Linked DNA regions of Mus musculus: region 1 is linked to region 2. The links are chromatin contacts, called in public Hi-C maps. All regions are on one chromosome and are shown on one strand. The core of a region is the stretch at or near the end of the contact, and the rest is flanking DNA. Distances in the headings are between cores, read along the strand shown.

Region 1 (4,851 bases), core at 788-3,287, 69 kb before region 2:
CACACACACACACACCAGTGTTATGGATAGTTTCAAGAGCTTCCAGGAAATCTCCTATTTCCACTATGAAATGAACCATCTATCTTTTACACTCTATAGTTGTTGTTTTAATTAAGGGACTAAAAAGATGGCTCCACAGTTAAGAATGTTTACTGCTCTTCCAGAGGCCTGGATTCTGTTCTCAAGACCCATGTTGTACCTCGCGCAGCCTCCTATAACTCTACCCTAAGAGGACCTGACCTGTGGCTCTCTTCTGACTTCTAATGTACTCTTCTGACCCTGTGTGTGTGTGTGTGTGTCTGTGTGTGTGTGTGTGCACAGTAAGCTTTAGACTTGGAGAGATGGCTCTCTGGTTAAGAGCACTCATTGCTCTTTCAGAGGACCTGGCTTTACTTTCCAGCTCCCACCCACGTGGCAGCTCACAATCGTGTGCAATTCTAGTTTCAGGGACTCCAACTCCCTCTTCTGGCTTCTGTGGGCACCAAGCACACAAGTGGTACACAGACATACAAATAGGTGAGCCATTCATGCATAGGAAATAGTGTGGGTTTTTTTTTTTCATTTAAAAAAATATTTTTAAAAGCATTTTTTTGTGTGTGTGTGGGGGGGGGGCAGGAGTGAACATGTGTTCTGGGTGCACATGGAGACCCAATGCTGAGGTTGGGGCTCCTCCTACCTTATTTATAGAGGTGCAGCCTCTCAGTCAACTCTAGAGGTCACCAGCCTGGCTAGTCTCACTAGCCAGCTTGCTGGGGCTCCTTGGACTCACTTCCTCAAGTTGGATTTATGGGTAGGCAACCACGCCCACTCGGGATTTTATGTGGACTTGTAGGGAAGCTCAACTTTGTGAGCCAAGTGCTTAGTAAGCTCTGAGGCATCTCCTTGGCCTCTCGTCTTTGTTTTAGAAACAGCTTTACTTTTGTAAAGCTTTTCTTTCTTTTTAAATTTTATGCTCGCATATCCTACGCATTCACAATCTTGTCCTCAAATCATATCCTCTGTTCAAAAGGTAGTGATCCACTGGACATGGATGCTAGGAATTCAGGTCTTCTGAGAGAGTAGTAAACACTCTTTGCCACTGAGCCATCTCTCCAGCCCTTAATCTTTAAATTTAAACTTTTTTTTAAAAACTGTACCTACTGTTATGTGTCTGAGTTTGTGCATGTGAATGCAGTACCCATGAAGGCCAGAAGAGGGCAGACTCCCCTGGAGCTGGAATTACAGGTGGTTGTTTTCCATTCCACATCATTCGCTTTGCTCCAACTAGTAGCTTTAGGTCTTTCATGGGATGATTTTATGCAGCTAATAAGACCCAGCAGCCACAATGATTTACCCGAAGGACCCCAAAGGACTTCACAGAGACTTGTACATCCATCTCTGCTACAGCACTGCTCATAATAACCAAGTTAAAGAACATGCCTCCCTATCTGGCAGCAGGCAAATATGCATAGACAATGCCCACAACCACCTGGTAAATCCAGCACCAGGGGAGTCTGCCCTCTTCTGGCCTTCATGGGTACTGCATTCAAATGCATGAACCCAGATTCAAACAAGTAAGTGTATGCACAGTTAGTAACAACGTTTAAAAAGACTAGGGGCTGGAGAGATAGCTCAGTGGCAAAGAGGGTTTGCTATTCTTCCAGAGGATCTGAGATCAGTTCCAGGCATCCATGTCCCAGTGGCTCACTACCTTCTGAAACTTCAACCTCAAGTGACCCAATGCTCTTCTCTGGCCTCTGTGTCCCGCACCCCACCCCCACATATACTAACATACACACACATATAAACAGACTGTTTTTTTTTAATGGAAGTAGAATGAAGTTTTATTGTTTAGAGGGAAATGGGTAGAGAGAATCCTATTAGCTGAATTAAACCATCCTCAGAAAGAGCCATTCTGGTCTTGCAGTCTCCACACATGCTCTATAGAAACTGAGGGAACATTGTGAGCCCAGCGCAGCTTTCCTGTCTCCCTTGCCTGACCACCACAGTAACATCGGATTGCCACCGGTGAATCCAGCTCTGGGCCAGCTGCCCACTTTCTCTCTCAGCTCCATTTGTTCTTCCTAGACTTCCATCCAGGCTCAGAGCCCAGCACTTGCCCCACGCTGGCTTGCTTAGCTGATTATTTCTTGCTGGTACATTGGCTGGCACGTTGGATGCCGTCCATCACTCTGTAAGGAGAGGACAGAGACTCCCAGCTGATGCCACTGTGTTTGGTGACACCTCTGAAATCGTGACAGATGGTCTGCATTAGGAGTGGGTTGGAGAGAGGGCTCATCAGTTAGGGGCACTTGCTTCTCCAGAGGACATGAGTTTGGTTCCCAACACCTACAATGGGTGGCTCATAACTCCTTGTAACTCTAGCTCTAGGGGATCTGACACACCTTTCTGGCCTCTACTGGCATTCATACTCACATTCACATACCATTCCCAGTGCCACCCCAATTTATATTCACATTCCGCTCACCCTTGCCCTCCACCAATACACACGGGTAACACATAAATAAAAAAATGTATAAAATCCTTTTTTTTAAAAAAAAAAAAAAGCTTGGCTGTGGAAAGAAGACCCTCATGGATTGTTTCCCTCACCTAAAGTCTGGATTCTAGAAGTTTCCGAATATTAGTTCAAGAAGGTCCCTGCAAAGCTTCCAGTCTAAGTGTTTTCATTTCACAAACAAACCCCAAAGCACCCTGAGAATGACAGACTTGCCAAGGCCTCGTCTCTAATTAGCGGCAGCAGGGAGAATGCAATCAGGGCTCTTTGTGCAGAGCCATAGCCTTCTGGTCTGGTTTTCTTCTCTTGGAAGAAAGGCTATGCCAGAAACCCACCAAGTTGGCCAGTGCTCCATGGCATACAGTTGATTCTAGGCTCCATATAGCCCTCCACCCTCTCTGAACATCTGAGTATTGCTAGCTTTTCCCATTATGCCAGTGGACTACAGTTCCAACCACACAGGGGTGTGTGTGTTTGTGTGTGTGTGTGTGTGTGTGTGTGTGTGTGTGTGTGTGTGTTTAAAGATGTTTGCATATGTGTTTGCAGATGTTTATGGAAGCCAAAGGACATCTTTGGGTGTCATTCCTCAGATTCAGTCCACCATGCTATTTTTCTTGTAGATTTATTTTTATTTATATGTATGTGTGAGTGGGGTGTGTGTGTGTGTGTGTTCTGGTGACAGCACGAGCCAAAAGAGGGCATTGGATCCTTTGGACCTGGTGATTGTGACCCACCCTATATGGGTGCTTGGAACCAAAACTCTACTCTTCTATAAGAACGGTATGCACTCTTAACCACTGAGCCATCTCCCCAGCCCTTCCTTCTACTTTTTTTTTTTAAGGACTGAATATCTTATTGTTCTGCAATTCACTAGAAAGCCTGAACTAGCTGGCTTGTAATCCCCAGGGATCTTTCTGCCTCCACCTCTCCAGTTCTGGGATTATAAGCATGTGACACCATGACTTTTAAAAAAATGGGTTCTAAGGTTAAAGCTTGGGTCATGCTTGAGTAGCAGCAAGCATTTTACCAACTGAGCTTTCTCCTCAGCCCCAGCTCTTGATTTTTTTGATACAGACCCTTAGTATATAGGCTAAGCTGGCATTAAGCCCAAGAGTCTCCTGTCTACATCGCCTGGTTGCTAGGATTTCTGGAATGTGCCACCAAGCCTTGCTTCCTTCATCATTTCTTGATTCACTCAGGGATGTCTGCGTCACTGAGAATCAGTCATGGAGACCAGCAGTTTTCTAAGTTCATTCCCTAGATCATCTGCCTGAGCATCCAGAGTGGAGCTAAATGATGGAACTCCACAGGCCACCTTATGAAAACTCTGTGATTACAGCCCAGCAGTCTTTATTTTAGCCAGTTATCCTCGTGGTTCTGAAATCACCTATATCTGAGGATCACTGACAGAAGTTTTCCCCAGTAGTTGGACTCTCCCAAGGTCTATGCATGGTTCTGGTCTCTAACTGGCTGGGTACATGACCCTGGTATACCAGATGCCTCTTTCAAGTATTCAGTCCTTGCCTTAGTTAGGGTTTTACTGCTGTGAACAGATACCATGACTAAGGCAAGTCTTATAAAGAACAATATTCAAGTGGGGCTGGCTTACAGGTTCAGAGGTTCAGTCCATTATCATCAAGGTGGGAGCATGGCAGTCTCCACGCAGGCATGGTGCAGGAGGAGCTGAGAGTTCTACATCTTCATCTGAAGGCTGCTAGCAAAATACTGATTCTCCAGGCTGCTAGGATGAGGATCTTAAAGCCCACACCCACAATGACACACCTACTCCAACAAGGCCACACCTATCCCAATAGGGCCTCAGCTTCTAATAGTGCCATTCCCTGGGCAGAGCCCATACAAACCATCATAGTCCTCATCCTTGTGAAAAGATGTTCAAGAAAGTAAGCTTGCTTTAAATAACATTTCTGTTTTGAACCTAGAAAAAATTATGAGAGGGACTTGGCTGTGTGCAGCTGATTTATACAAGGGTGACAAGAACTGTATTTCATCTTAATACTGCCTGGCTTTCTTGTTTGTTTTTACCCATTTTTTTAAAAGAACTTTCTGTGCCATTTTGATTTGTGCCTGTATTGGTTACTTTTTTCATTGCTCTGATAAGTTATCTGACAGAAGCAAGGAAACAAGAGTGACTTGGCTCACAGTTTGAGGGTCTACAGTCTACCATGGTGGGAAAGCCTAGCAGTGGGAGACTGAGACAGCTGCTCCCACGGCTCCCACACTTTCTCCCTAATATCTAGCTAAGGGCTTCAGCCCATGGGCTACATTCCTTCCTCCATTAGCCTAACTGAAAAGCTCCTCACAAACATGCCCAGAGGCTGGTTTCTATGGTGATTCTT
Region 2 (5,008 bases), core at 1,898-4,397:
CCTCATTAGGGGATTCTGAGCAGAAGATCTATTACTGAGACAAACCCCTAGCCCCTCACTAGGGGAATCTAGGCAGGTGCTCTACCACTGAGCCACGCCCCCAGCCCCTCCCTGGGGGATTCTAGGCAGGTGCTCTACCACTGAGCCACGCCCCCAGCCCCTTACTGGGGGATTCTAGGCAGGGGCTCTACCACTGAGCCATGCCCCCAACCCCTCCCTGGGGGATTCTAGGCAGGGGCTCTCCCACTGAGCCATGCCCCCAGCCCCTCACTGAAAGATTCTAGGCAAGTACTCTATCAATGAGGTACATCTTAGACTCTCACTTAAGTTGCCCAGTCTGGCCTTGAAGTTACCCTTTAGTCCAGTTAGCCCTTAAACTTGTGACCCTCCTGCCTCAGTCTCTTGTGTAGCTGAGATTACCAGACTGAACCTTCAGGCACGGCTGACATTGTTATATCATAGACAAATGTGTCTTTGACTTGCCCACTGACTGTTACTTTTGAGTAGGCCCCACTGTCTCCATGAATGTCTCTGCTGGACCTTTTCCTCACTGCAATGCCTGGAGCACAGCAATACAGAATAGATGTTTCTAGATGTCACAGACTCCTTCTTGGAGCCCCGAGTAGCCGTGCACTATGGAAAACAAACCACACTTCTTTTATTTGGGGTTTAATACACAAACTCTTGGGAAACGAGAGGAGCTGTAGATGATCAAGTGCTGTGAAAGGCAAAAAAGCAAACAAAAACAAAACAAAAAACCCGGAGAAAGGGGGATAGCACGATATGAGATAATCTAGAATGCTCTGATACCGGGTGCAATGGGAAAACTGGAATAGTACCTAAACCCAAAGACTGGTGTTTCAGTCTAGAGGAGTCAGACCCTCAGCAGTGATGGAATGCTTTGGAGAAATGTGTAGAAAGCAAAGGGAGAAAGTCCCCCAGTGTGACCCATCAGAACCAAATTCAAATTTATACTGTGTTAGTTTTTATTACTGGGATAAAATGCTATGAGCAAAAGTATCTTATAAAGGAAATGGTTTACTTTGCCCTGTACTTTCCCAATGGATAGAATCTATTATAATGGGAAAGGCTGGACAGTGGAAACCTGAGAACATTCTCACAACTTGAAGCAGGAAGATGGCACTTCACTTGAACAGGAAGCAACAGGAAAGAACAGGAAGTAGGGTGAGGCTACAAACCCTCAAAAGCCCACCTCCAGTGACATACTTCCTCCAACAGAGCTCTACTTCCTAAAAGTTCCATAGCTTTCTTAAACAGCACCGCCAACTGGCGACCGAGTGTTTCGAACATGTGAGCCTAAAGGAGACGTTTCACATTCAAACCACCACACACACCAGCACACCCATATCCAGCCACATCTTGGCTTTTAATTGTTTACCCCACCTTTCTGTGGAAGTAATCAAGCCAAAGACCTGTTCTGAGGAGATGTGAAGAAATGTCTGTCCGCCCTAGACAGGGTGCAGACATGAACAACAGAAACAAGTATTTCCAACCAGGGGCAAGTTGGTGAAACAATGAATTTAACTGGAGTTACCCTTCTGAAGTTAAGTGCATATAAAAATAATCTGTTGATGCTCTGGGCTGACCTCTTCATAGTCTGCGTGTGTGTCTGCATATGTGTGCATGTGCGTGTGTGTGTGTGTGTGTATGCGTGTGTGTATGCACATGTGTGTTTGTGTGTTCATTTTGCTTTTTCTTTCTTTTTCTTTTTTTTACTTCTTAGTATGAATGGCTGACCTGGCCTTCAGCATCATGCCCTTCATACATTTATTCAAATTAATTTTTTTTCATTTTGAATCAAAGGAATTCACAGAGATGAGAGTGTGGTATAGCAAGCCATTGTGTAGATGTTCAGCTAAAGCATGGGCTCTTTAGCGTACTGGCTAAATGAAAGGTACTGTTGTATTAATACATTTAATTTGACATAATTACTTGGCACAATGAGAACCTGAAGTGATCTATTCCTTCCAGAACATTCATTACCCCCACTGTGACAGACAGTGAGAACATGCATCCCTGCAACCGTTTCCTTTGGGAAGGAAAGGACATTTGGGCTGTAACATTGACGGAAAACCAGGATAATTTTCCTCTGAGATTCCTTTGTTCCCTTTCCCCTGAGCTTCTTCATCCCACCCATGTAGATGTCAGCTGGGTTGGGGGAGACCTTCTGCCTAGCTGTGCAGCATGCTCTTGGTTTGCCAGTCCCTGGGAATGGCAAGCACTTCTTTTTCTAGGTCAGGGAATAAAAATTCTAATCCCAAGCTATCAGGTCCTTAGGTGTGAACAGATCCTCCCCTGGGAGTCCCAGCCTGAAGGTGGGTCACTCTGGCCATTCCACTCCCCTGTCCCTAGACTATGGTAGCCCCTGCCGATGCTGGGAGGCCTGGCTTTGAATCCAAGCCAACCTTGGTTGCTGGTTCCAATTAAAAAGCAATTGCATTCCCAGCAGTTCAAGACTGCAGCCAAAAATACAGCCTGTTCAGAAAAAAAAAAAGCCTGGTCTTTTTTGAGAAGCACTTACTCCACAAAAGGGCTAGATGCTGCTCATGACAGCCAGTGACAACACAGTCAAGTGTGGCACAAATTTAGACGTTCAAAGATGAAACCAAAAAGGAGCCAGTTTGCCCTGGATTATCTGGTGACAGCAGTGAGATTTTCTGTTGGTTTTTGTGTTCTCTCTCTCTCTCTCTCTCTCTCTCTCTCTCTCCCTCCCTCCCTCCCTCCCTCCCTCCCTCCCTCCCTCTCACTCCCTCCTTCCCTCCCTCCCTCCCTCTTTCCCTCTCTTTCCTACCACATTTATTAGAGGATAAACAAGAGCTGACCTTTTGTCAGGCAGCAAGGAACCAGAACGATTGCATTAAGGAAATCAAAGGCGAGAAGGTCAGAGGGTCACCATTAACCACACTGGGGAGCTGTCATCCGTGGCTGCCTCAGCCAAGTGGGCATCCATCTCTCCAGGAGTGGTCAGTCTGTACTCCCTGGGAGGGCCAATAAGCAGGCAGAGCTGGGGGGGGGGGGTGGACGACAACGACTGCAGACCACATGTTCAGCTTTCTCCACAAGTGGGATGGTGGTGCCTCTGTCCTAAAAGGCTGTTGGGTATAAAAGCTCATCCACTCGGAAGGAAGTTAAGAACCCCCTAACTAGATGTGCATGCCTGCGGGCCTGCCTGTGAGCTCAGCATGTGGGAGGTGGAAGCAGATGGATTGTGAGTTCCATGTAAGCCTGGGGTACTCAGAAAGACTGTTCCAAAAGGAGAGGGGAAGAGGAGGGGGAGGGAGGCAGAAGAGGGGGAGGAGGAAGAAGAGGAGGAGAGAGAAGGCAAACAGGAGAACCAGACAAAGGAAACAAAGAGGGAGGGTCCGCCAGAGGAGGAGGAAGCAGAGGTCTGTCTAGCTTGTCTCAACTGGTTGATGCTCCAAGTTTTCCTTGAGAGTTTTATTTTCTTTTTTAAAATGTTAGCTATTTTGATTTTGATTTATGTGTATACATGTGTATTCTACCCGGTACCTGGAGAGGCCAGAAGAAAGTATCAGAACCCCCTGGGGCTGTTTTTCCAGGCTGTTGTAAGCAACCCAATGTGGTTACTGGAAACTGATCTTGGGTGCTTGTATGAGCAGCAAGTGCTTTGAACCACTGAGCCATCTCGCTTCTCAAGACTCTGATTTTTCATGTAAGTAATCTGGGGTTTTTATGATAAGACCATTCAACTATATCACCCACAAAGCTAGGATTTCCAAACACAGATCATCTTGTAACCCATAATTTGGGAATGTGACTCAGATTAAAGTCGATCAACCCATTTCCGGTAGGAAGGATGTTGAACCTGGGCTTGGGCATGGTTGACACACCTGCAATCTCAGTACAGTGGATGTAAAAGCAGGATTATGACTTAGACTGGGCTCCAGGAGACCTTGTCTAAAATTGTCAACAACAAAAGAAGAATGAAAGGAAGGTTTTTGTTGTTGTTGTTCATTTTTTTTCCCCTGTTTGAGACAGAATCTGACTGTCTTAGGGTTTTATTGCTGTGAGCAGACACCATGTCCAAGGCAACTCTTATAAACGACAACATTTAATTGGGACTGACTTACAGTTTCACAGGTTCAGTCCATTATCATCATGGCGGGAAAGCATGGCAGCATGCAGGCAGACACGGTGGTGGAGAAGGCTACATCTTGATCCAGAGGCAGTCAGGAGACTGTCTTTTGCAGGCAGCCAGGAGGAAGGTCTCTCTTCTACACTGAACCCTGGGAGCCCTCAAAGCCCGCCTACACAGTGACACACTTCCTCCAGTGAGGCCACACCTCCTAATAGTGCCATTTCCCATGGGCCATGCATATTCAAACCACCACATTGACTATGTAGCCCTTGCTATCCTGGTACTTAATATGTAGTCCAGGCTGGTCTCAAACTCACATAGATCAGCCTGCTTTTGCCTCATGAGAGTGGTAATCAAAGGTGTGCACCGCCATGCCTAGCAAGAAGAAAGAAAAGAATAAATGAGTGAAGGATTTATTTTGGCTCAGTTTCAGAGGTCCAGTTCATGGTGAGGATGGCTCCCAAGTGCATGGGTAGAACCTTGTAGTTGTAGAACATATGCTGGAGTCCTTTCTTTACTTCTTAGCAGAGAGGAAGCAGAGAAGTGAAGATAGATGGAGGAGCCAGGGCAAAATGTAACCAGAGCACATACTCTTAGTTGCCTACTTATATCTCCGGCTTACCACTACTTTCCAATAACAGCATCCCATTATAAATCCCTCAAAGAATACATTGGTTGCCTCAGAGTCCTCAGGATCTTCCATTGTCTTTGAAAGTTCCCTCCCGGTCACACCATGAAGCTGTGCTGTCCTGATCTCCTAGGTATGTTTTAGTCCAATCAAATTGACCATTCTATGTCTTGTGAAGAAGGTGCCCCACTTATCTCCAACCACCAACTTGACACAACCTAGAGTCATCTGAGATCCGAGGGGAGGCTCAGTCAAGGGAA

Evidence for each region. A called contact is a pair of places that touch in the nucleus more often than the background predicts.
Region 1: a Hi-C map of cerebellum shows a contact between it and region 2, with 2.1 times the contacts expected there. The contact joins two enhancer-like sites. A contact is called at or near these places in 1 of 39 promoter capture datasets (hippocampal neurons), 6 of 484 Hi-C or Micro-C datasets (cerebellum, embryonic stem cells, nephron progenitors and 1 more), 2 of 115 datasets of contacts at active chromatin or transcription factors (VIP interneurons and astrocytes) and 1 of 9 other capture datasets (embryonic stem cells).

Annotation. Positions count from the first base shown.
Region 1 is chr5:131,004,672-131,009,522 of GRCm38.p6, reverse strand. The region is part of intron 5 of Galnt17 (polypeptide N-acetylgalactosaminyltransferase 17); the gene reads left to right. Among named protein-coding and RNA genes, the nearest start is that of Gm40338, 78 kb to the left of the region's middle. Within about 2 kb of position 2,037, at least 45 of the 459 cell types and tissues checked have an H3K27ac peak or open chromatin away from gene starts, as enhancers often do. A contact at or near this core is called in VIP interneurons, cerebellum and hippocampal neurons, where this site is marked.
Region 2 is chr5:130,936,565-130,941,572 of GRCm38.p6, reverse strand. All of the region lies in intron 6 of Galnt17 (polypeptide N-acetylgalactosaminyltransferase 17), which reads left to right. Among named protein-coding and RNA genes, the nearest start is that of Gm40337, 84 kb to the right of the region's middle. Within about 2 kb of position 3,147, at least 62 of the 459 cell types and tissues checked have an H3K27ac peak or open chromatin away from gene starts, as enhancers often do. A contact at or near this core is called in VIP interneurons, cerebellum and hippocampal neurons, where this site is marked.